Linked DNA regions of Xenopus tropicalis: region 2 is linked to region 1. A link is a contact called in public Hi-C data. All regions are on one chromosome and are shown on one strand. Each heading gives the region's core, a stretch centred on a gene start, on an enhancer-like site or on the middle of the called end of the contact. The rest is flanking DNA. Distances are from core to core; before and after follow the strand shown.

The links. Hi-C and Micro-C count contacts between places; a contact is called where the count stands out from the background.
Region 2: a Hi-C map of neurula embryo shows a contact between it and region 1, with 2.3 times the contacts expected there. The contact joins two enhancer-like sites. A contact is called at or near these places in 3 of 5 Hi-C or Micro-C datasets (brain, liver and neurula embryo).

The regions. Positions count from the first base shown.
Region 1 is chr1:65,467,278-65,472,521 of UCB_Xtro_10.0, reverse strand. No RefSeq gene overlaps it. Among named protein-coding and RNA genes, the nearest start is that of ankrd50, 160 kb to the right of the region's middle. Within about 2 kb of position 3,276, at least 1 of the 11 cell types and tissues checked has an H3K27ac peak or open chromatin away from gene starts, as enhancers often do. A contact at or near this core is called in neurula embryo, where this site is marked.
Region 2 is chr1:65,800,097-65,804,775 of UCB_Xtro_10.0, reverse strand. The region is part of intron 14 of spata5 (ATPase family protein 2 homolog); the gene reads left to right. Among named protein-coding and RNA genes, the nearest start is that of spata5, 120 kb to the left of the region's middle. Within about 2 kb of position 1,600, at least 3 of the 11 cell types and tissues checked have an H3K27ac peak or open chromatin away from gene starts, as enhancers often do. A contact at or near this core is called in neurula embryo, where this site is marked.

The DNA of each region.
Region 1 (5,244 bases), core at 2,027-4,526:
TATTAATTACAAATAATAATGATGATGATGATGATGATGAATGGTCAAAGCAAACTATAACAAGATCATAAAATGGATAGACCTCTGTTGATTAGATTAAAATGAATCACATCAACTAATTTTAGTCAAATGATACTCTTTTGAAAATTTCTTTTACTGGTTTGGAACTTGCAATAAAAGGACCCTATCACATTCACACACAATAGCGTCAATTTTATCAAGAGGCAGTATATTTTTGGACTATAGTAGGAAGCCAGAGTACATGGAGGAAACCCCTGCAAACACAGAGAGAACATACAAACTCCTTGCAGACAGTGTTATAGCTGGAATCGAACTCAGGCCCCCAGTGCGGCAAGGTGGAATCATTATTCTGGTAACTATGGAACCTGTTTTTCATTTGCATTAATGTCATAATTTTAGTAATGATAGCATTTATTTTGCAGAAACTAATTTGTCAGCTTTATACAAAATATAACATTTCATCTGCACCATCATCAATAGTGATTGATAAAATTCATAATGTTCGACTATTTGTGAACCTATTTATTCACTGAAATCATAGCAACCTTACAATAAACAAGAGAAGAAAACTGTAATTAGAAAAATGGTACCCATTACTTCCATGTTGTATAACATTTCTAGTGGCTAGTGTAGCTTTAATTTCAGTTAAAAGTGTAACAATTCCTGAGAGCACTAGCAAAACCATAACCAAGTGCTGTTATGAGCCTTTGGTATTGTATTAAACAAAGGAAATGTAAATGTCTAAACTTCCCTTCTACTAAAATGGGCGTCTTTCATGACAGTTATTAGACCGCTCCTGTTGCTAGGGTAATATTTCTTTGTTTTGACACGCTTGGAATGGCTGCAAATGCTCTTCCAGTTTGGCTTTTAGTAAAATCATGTCATGTCATAACTGGTAGGAAAGAGGCTGAAAAAGAGGGACCAGATAAGAAATACAAATAGAGACGCATTAAAATCTAAGATGGCACAAATGAAAAAGAAACATAAAAAATAAAAGCTCATGTTTGCAGAAATATTCTGAGCAACACTAAAAACAGATAGTGTGAACACAGAAAGAAATGTTAACCTAAATGCAGAGGTTAGCATAGATGGAGTGAGAGTTATTGCAGTGTGACTTGCACTCCACCCATTTACTCTGGGGAACAGTCGCTCTGCAGAGCACAAGGTTATGTGTGTTTGCCATTGCTAGGCAACTGCAAATGCATGGCGGTACCTAGAAAGCAATCTGTAGAGATGGAATCACATCACACCTTAAAATATATAAAGAACAAACACTTTGGTCTACATCTGTTCAAAATGGTGGCTGAGCGGCCAAATGCACGTCATTTATTTGGGTAAAAGAAACAATTTAGTAGTTAAAGGGGACTTGTCACCATAAGAAATAATTCCAAATCGTTTTCTGTGAGTTGAGCAAAAAACACTTGTGTTATAAAAATTATTTAAATCTTGTTTCCTTCAGGCTTGTTATTCATAAGCACATATTGTGGGCACTGCTATTAAGGCACATTTTAAATCACCCCTAAATCTTGTGTATGTGCCAGAATGGGGGAACTGATGCCCATGCAAAGGCTACGCAATTATAGAGCACGAGGAGGAAATGCTGAATGCGTAAGTAAAAGGAACTGAGTGCCTATCTGCCTGGCATAGAGGTGGGGAGGCAATATATGATTGACAGCTAAGATTTGTATAAATGGTATGAATCCTATAATAAAAAAAGAATTTGGGTTTCATGTTTAATTTGCAAAGAACTTTTATTATACAGCTCTTTATGTCTGAGTGACAGGTCCCCTTTAACTCAATCATGACTAATGTAACTTGTAATGTAAATTGGAATGTAAGTGTAAGCCACAGAAGTGCATAATGTTAGTCAGTGAGAAATATGATTAGAGCTGACCTATATCTATATAATACTGTATAGAAAGTCCTTGAACATGAAAAATCAGCACAATAAATAGAAGTAGATCAGCTCTGTTTCATACTTCACAACAAACTGGGTTCAGAATGAGAGAAGACCAAATAATCATTTATATAGGGAACTTGGCTGGAGTTTACAAACATATGAAAAGATCTGTATATAAAGTGGAGATAAAAGAATGTGCTGCCGAGGCGCTCCTGTAATTGCAATACATAAAAGTTGAATGTCAATCAGCAAACTTCTGTCAGGTCTTTCCAGTCATTGTACAAATACAGAATCATTTTTGTGGGACCAGTATAACACAGTGGGTCAAATTCAGTTTGGTGAAAAAGTTTATCTCCTAAGTCAGTTCCAGATTTCCTATAGAGCCTGAGATTATAAAAACTAATTAGTAAAAAAGGATTTTCTGCTTAAATTTGAATCTCGTCCATAAGTATTCATGTGAAAAACCATAAAATATTTTTTCAGATCAAATCTGGTCAAAAAAAAAGTATGGAGGGTGGTAACAAAAGCTATGGTAAAGGAAATATTTAACATTTGCATAAGTCAAAATGATTTTTTTTCTGATTACAACATGTCCTTTTGGGTCTCTGCATGTGACTCAGTATGGTGTCTGCATTGTTGTAGGGTTGTAGCTTCTGCACAGATTATCCTAATGGAAAAACAGAACAAATTAGATACAGTATACCATTTACTTATTTTTCATTTAATTTTCAAAAAAAAATTTGTTTGTTAATGTTCCCTGCTAAATTAAAGCAAATGTCGCTGGCATTATTGTGGTTACTAATTCATCATTTCTGTTTTACCTTGATTTTGTGATTAGCCTTCAAGCCTGCATATTCTCTTGCAAAAGTCAAATGGGTTAAACTGACAGTTTATTGTGCAAAACTGACCAAGGAAATCTTTTTGACAACTAATGATGTTAACAAGCATTTCATGGAGCTTATCTAAAGAAGCAACATCAGGCAGCGAACAAATTCTCTCATATGTAATTTGCAGACATTCCTAATACATTCTTTTATGTTTTACCAAACTTTTGACTTACAGATTTTGTTGAACATTTCACAAATTAGATAATCCTTTCCCTTTTCACAGTGCCCTAACATGCTGAAATACAACAATGCCTGCTCTGAATGGGGCTATCATAGAGATCCAACTCCTGTCATGTCTCTGAATATCCTTTTCACTCATTCTCTTTTGCGTTTTAAAATTTCTTAGGTAAATAAAGCTTGCAGGATCGGCACATTCACATTTGCTCCATAGGCAACATGCAGCTCCCTGCTCCTGCTGTCTTTAGATGTATGGCTTTGTGAAGGCTGAACAGACTGGTGTCAGTGTACCCGCTGGGAATTTCACACTTCACCAAACTGGCAGATCCTATCTCATGGAACCTTATTTGCATCTGGAAGACCATACAACTGGTGCAATGTCAGACTTCAGTCAAGCATTTAAGCTTCCCAGTTTTCCACAGCAGTCTTACCATTTTTTTATAGTAGCCACAAAAACCATAATAGACACAAGCATTAATTGTTGTTTGCCATGTTAAATGTAAAAACTTACAAAACATAATTAATTAGAAAATGATATTTAATTTATAGCCACTACCACTACTAACAGCAAATTCTATTTTATATTGTTTATATAATATATTTGTTAGTACCCAGCAAATACATTTTTAGGAAAGAGGAGAATACAAAATGACAAGCAAATGGTCAGAGGATCAGACTAAGGAAATGTTATATTGTAGATAATAGGGAGTAAGCTGAGCTTGATCAATGAATCAAGTGAAAACCAAAATAAGATAGCATGGTTTTAATTGGGGCTGTCATTTTCATATAAAGATGGTTTTTATCTTTTTATATATTAAGGTTTTTTTTCACTATTATGGAAAGGCAGATTTTTTTATAGTAAGGCAGACTTTTTTTTTGTAATTCTAAAAATTTCTACAAATTTGCTTAAAGGAGACATATCCTATAAAAATTATGAATGTACCAGGGAATTATACTCCTCTAGATATAGAAGGATTGTGCTTTAAAAAGTTGTGTTTCTGACTGATTTATTGAGAAATTCCACCAAACCCCCACTAGTTCCGTCCCATCTGTTCCACTTCCTGCTGGCTGAATTCTCTGAATAAGCTGGGGAGCCGGCAGCCCTCCATACACTGCACTGTAGGATAGGAACCAATCAGCAGCTAGGCTGACCTGATTGGGAACTGAAGCCTGTTTTTGCTTGTGTGACTGCAGGGCTGTGATTGGCTCTCATCCTCCTACTGTGCTTCTGGCAGGGACCGTTAGGACACACCCACTCTCCATTTCAAACTCTGACAGAGAAGTGATAGGATCTATAGGGAGCTCCATTAAAGGGGCCATTGTTACAGATAGGATTAATGTTTAGCCCAAAGGGAAACCAGCACCGGATATTATTGATAATTGCCTACAAAATTAGGGTTTTTCCCATTTTTTTTTTACTCAAACATATACATTTATACTGTAGATACCAATATATACAATATTAAAATATATAGAAAGGTACCTGTATATCCTATCCAGGTATCTATTATACAGAATGGCTGGGACTTGAAATAAAGGGTATTTCTATAATTTGGATCCCCATACATTTAGTCTGCTAAAAATCATTTAAACATATAAAAAACTCAATAGGATTGTTTTGCCACCAATATGCATGCAGCTTAGTTACCATTAAGTAGAGGGTACTATTTAAATGCAAATTGTTTTTCTTCATGATGTTATTTGTTATTTACTTTTTATGCATTTAAATATTTCTCTTCCTGCCATAGCCATGGTAAAATGCTTGAAAATAGAATTACAGCAAATGCACCATAAAACCATGTTGCTTATTACTCCTTTCTAGATATAGCAAATTATATTTATTCACTTCCTGTCATTTACATAGCACTGACACATTTCTGCTGTGCACAGAGATTATGTATCATTCCCTACCCCAGTCAGACGACAATGAATCTACCCGTATGTTTTGGGAGTATGGGAGAAAACTCACTCAGACACAGGGAGAACATACAAACTCCTTGCAGATAGTGCCCAGGCTGGGGTTGAACCCCAGTGCTGCAAGGCAGAAGTACAGCTCACTGAGCCACCATGCTGCCCACAAGTTATTGGCCTGGGAATTGGGTCTCCCGGAATGAAATTTAAAAGCGGCTTTCTAAGATAGATCTGGGAGCCAAATAAGCAGATCAACCTAATTGACTCATCACATGGGCGGCCAAACCAAGCAAAGATGCACCTATTTGATGACCTCAGCAAGAGAGCATATATTTCAGTGCATAGCGG
Region 2 (4,679 bases), core at 351-2,850, 330 kb before region 1:
TTGTGCAGACATATTTTAATTTACTTATATGTTAAAAAAATATATAACTGTAGTTTTTACCTAGTGCATGGTTTTTAAGAGAAATGTCAAATAATCAATTATATATATATTATCAATGTTTGTTTTTTTTAAATTTTTTTATAGGGATGGGGCTGCCATGTTAAATGCCTCATTTGAGGCATTTTCTCAATGCCTAAAATAAAGGTATTGTGTAATGGCCACTAGATGGCTCTCTACTTTTAAAAACTTGGCTGAATTACTCAGTCAAGGAAACAAAGTGGTAGTTGTAATTTATATTTACTCCTTCTGTGGGGAGACGGTGTTGGGAATGGCAAAGATTTTCCACATATTGAGGAATATTATGGCTGCATTGCACATATGGATTGGCTATGCAAAACTGTTTTATAGATGCACAGCTTCAGTAACCGCTATCTGCAAGCAGTGTGTATATTCTCCCCATGTCTGTGTTGTTTCCTATGGGTACTCCACTTCCCCCCCTCCCACACACACACACACACACACACACACTACAAACAGGCAGTTTAATTGGCTTCTTATAAAATTGACCCTACTGTATGTGAATGTGATTGTGTGAGACTTCGCTAAGCTGCACTGGGGCAGTGATCATTGTAAAAAAATATAATATTTGTATAGTGCTGCGTAAATGTGTAGGCGCTACAGATAACAGTATAAACCCTACTAATGTCTTATTCTTCCCCAATGTAAGGCTGTACAATTGTGGAATTCTTTCCCTGAAACATTTGTACTGGCTGATACATTATATAGCTTCAAGAAGGGGTTGGATAGCTTTTTGAGCAAGTGAGGAAATACAGGATTACTGAAAATAGCTTTTAGTACAAAGTTGATCCAGGGGCTGGTCCACATGCCATCTTGGAGTCAGGAAGGAATATTTTCCCCTCTGAGGCAAATTGGAGAGGCTTTAGATGGGGGTTTTTTCAACTAGCAGTTAGGTAGGTTTCATATAGACATAAAAGGTTGAACTCCATGGACATGTGCTTCTTTTTTTTACCTAAGTTACTATGTATGTGACCACTAATCATATACATATGGGGAAATGTAATATAAGGTGAAAGTTTGCTGCTAACCTAATTACCTATAGAAACCAGTCATTAACTGGTCTTGTATTTAAAAGCATAAAAGCAACAATTTACTGAGGGTTTCTGCATCTGGGTAAAACTTTTATTTATCAGGCACAGCAGCTTACATAATAAGAAGTTGGGTAATGATCCCCAAATGGTGTGTTTTCAGGTTGATTGTACCAGTTTTAACCTGAAGGGTTTTTAGATTTACTACATTTGTGTATATCTGAATATTCTTGAGAAGGCAGCTGGTTTTCTTCCCTTGTATTTTTTTATTATTTGCTCCAAAGTGCAATTCGGTATTTCATGTATGAATGGGGAAACTCTGAATCTATTTCCTTGATATCTCTCATTATTGCACCTGGATTTGCAATGTCCTGTGACAATGCCCTGCAGATGTGCCTTCCCTTTGCTCCACTGAGGCTGGGACACCTTGATCTCTGCGGGTAGCTTCCTGTTGTGTTTGAAGCTAACTGTAAAAGCAAGCAGCTTTCCAGCGCTTGATCTCTCTATCCGCTCACACGGGCAAATGGCACAGGGGAAGTGAAAGGGCTCTACAAACACCACATAGGCCAATGTGACCACCTGTTGAGACAGTTCCATTGTTTAGAAAGCTGTGCTCGCATTTTTAACTTCAGTCTCAACTTGCAAGGTGTTGTGGGGATACAGAAGATGACACCGTTTCATTCACACTCTGCCTTCATTGACTTGTGACAGATTCAGAAAACAGAAATTAAGACCTATGGACATGTGCATTTGTAGGAAATGGCAAGGGACAGTGGCATAACTAGATGTTACTGGCCCCCACAGAAAGTTCAATTTAGTGTCCCCAATATATTGATAGGTTGCCCTATTCTATGGAAATAAATTGAAATTCTCAGAATTCCCCCCCCATGCCTTCTGTACCCCCCTTTTCTTTCTGTATTATATTGAATATATTGAAATTGCTCACTAAGGTAATGTTTTTCTAACCAATACAATTAATAGCACAGCCACTTATAAGAATACATTTAAAACAAGCTTGAATGCAGGCAGTGCTGTATTCATGGGGTAAAGACAGGTCTCCTTGTTTTACAGCACAGAGACCTGGGGCAATTGTTTTACATGCAGGGCAAGGAATATAGTTAAATAAAACATTTTGCACTTCGCCCCCTGCCCTGGATATAGTTAATGACCCCCAAAGTCATTAGGCTTAATCTTATTCAACCTATGTGATGATATGACTGTACCGAATCAAACAAGGAAAGATGGTAGAACTCTGGATAAAGGTTAATGAGGAAAGGAATCATAAACATTAGCAGAATGTACCCATCAAATAATATCCATATTATTATACAGTACAGGTATAGGACCCATTATCCAGAATGCTTGGGACCAAGGGTATTCTGGATAAGGGGTCTTTCCATAATTTGGATCTCCATGCCTTAAGTCTACAAAAAAATCAATAAACCATTATCAAACCCAATAGGATTGTTCTGCCCCCAATAAGGATTAATTATATCTTAGTTGGGATCAAGTACAAGGTACAGTTTTATTATTACACAGAAAAAAGTAATCAATTTAAAAAAATCTGAATTATTTGATTAAAATGGAGTCTACGGGAGACAGGCTTTCTGCAATTTGGAGCTTTCTGGATAATGGGTTTCAGCATAAGGGATCCCATACCTATAATAGACTGATGCCCATGGATGAGGTGATCGAGGAGAGTAACCTCTTGCCTGAAATCATACACCTTGCCACACTTTAGCACCTCACCACTGGGCTGTTTCTAGATCTCTCTCTGTTCCAATGCCAGCTTTATGCAGTTTGGCCAAATAGCTCTGCACCAACTGAACCTAATTAAAAACATTGGCAATACATGTTACATAGCAGAGATATAAAACTGGATTGTATTAGAATTCACTGAGATTTATATTCCATATTCTAGATACAGGGAAATGTTCGACAAAATAAATAAATTAAAAACAGGACATTTTGCTGTATATTTGTTTCCAAATTATCTTTGGCCATTCTGCTCAGCATAACTAAGGAAACTTGGCTTAATGTGCTCAGAAAGGCAGATGAGTGTTCTATGCAGTTCACTTTGCAATCAGAAACAAGACTTGAAAATGGAGAAATGTATTTAAGCCAACATATTACAAATAGTTCTCATGCCGTTCTGAAGAACTGCTCAGGAATTTTAAATTTCCTGTTGATTTCATAAAGTTTTGATAGGATATGTCCAACATGATTTGCTGCCCGAGGGTATCTTTCTTTCTTTTTTAATTTCAATACAGTGAATTTGAGCCAGGACTAATATAGAATATTAAAATGCTTTCTCCAAAGACTGTGACACAAAATGAATTTTGAATACTGCAATTTACTGGGGGCGATAAAATGGAAGGCTGCAAATCTTCTGCCAATGTACAGAAAACAATATGTGTTGTGTGCTATAGCCTTGCAGTAATTTTATACCCTGGCACTTGTTATTGTATATATAACTACTGTGTTGCCAAGCATATTCAGTTTATATTTATTATGAGTCATTTTGAGCTATGAACAGCTTCAACATGCTATGAGCAGCTTCATGCTAAGTGGTAGTCAGCTCTGAAATGCTATGGGAACAGTGGCACTCAGAGTCTAATGGCTGCTGGTCTCACATGTGGCATTATGTGGTGGGACAGCAGGAGGGGCTTGGTATTAAAAAACAAATATGCTCATTGTTGTAATGCGTAGCATAGACTGTTAAGAAACAAAACTTCAGAAACAAAAATTAGAGACAGAAAGAGACAATAAGTAAAATAGACAGGATCTAAAGAGCTTTGTTCAGAAGAAGGCCATAGAGTAAAGAACTGGACTGATAGGCTTAGCTGAGCCAGTAGAAAAGCCTGTGAAAGCCAAGGGATAGCAAAGCTGAGTCTACTTGTTAAAAGACAGAGTACAGATGGACCCAACTAAGAGAAAAAGCTAAACACACAAAAATTCTGTTGGAAAAGCTTCAAAAAATAAAACCTAGTACAACTTCTAATTTTGGTTCCTTCTACAAAGTTTTTATACTCTACTTAAAACTAAACTAATGTAATGCAACATCTACTCAGATAAACCAATTATAAATGATTATACAAAACATTTAACCTAAATGCATAAAATACTCTTTTATAAACTTCTTATTGTACAGGTATGGGATCTGTTATTCGGAAACCTGTTACACAAAAAGTTCCAAATTACGGGAAGGCTGACTCCCATAGGCTCTATTTTAATCAAATAATAAAATTTTAAAAAAAAATATTTCCTTATTCTCTGTAATAATAAAACAGTGTGTTGTACTAAGCTATAATTAATTATTATTGGTGCCAAAACAATCCTACTGGGTTTATTTAATGTTTACATTAAACATTATGGAAAGACCCCTTACCCAGAAAACAACAGGTCCCAAGCATTTTGGATAACAGGTCCCATGACTGTACTTTTACTGACTGTCTATGCTTATCATCAGTTTCATAAATTGCTTTATTTTATTTGCACAAACTGTTATAGGCATGAACTGTGTTGCTTATAAATCTACTATATTTATGAACTGTTTTGCACTACTCATTGGTC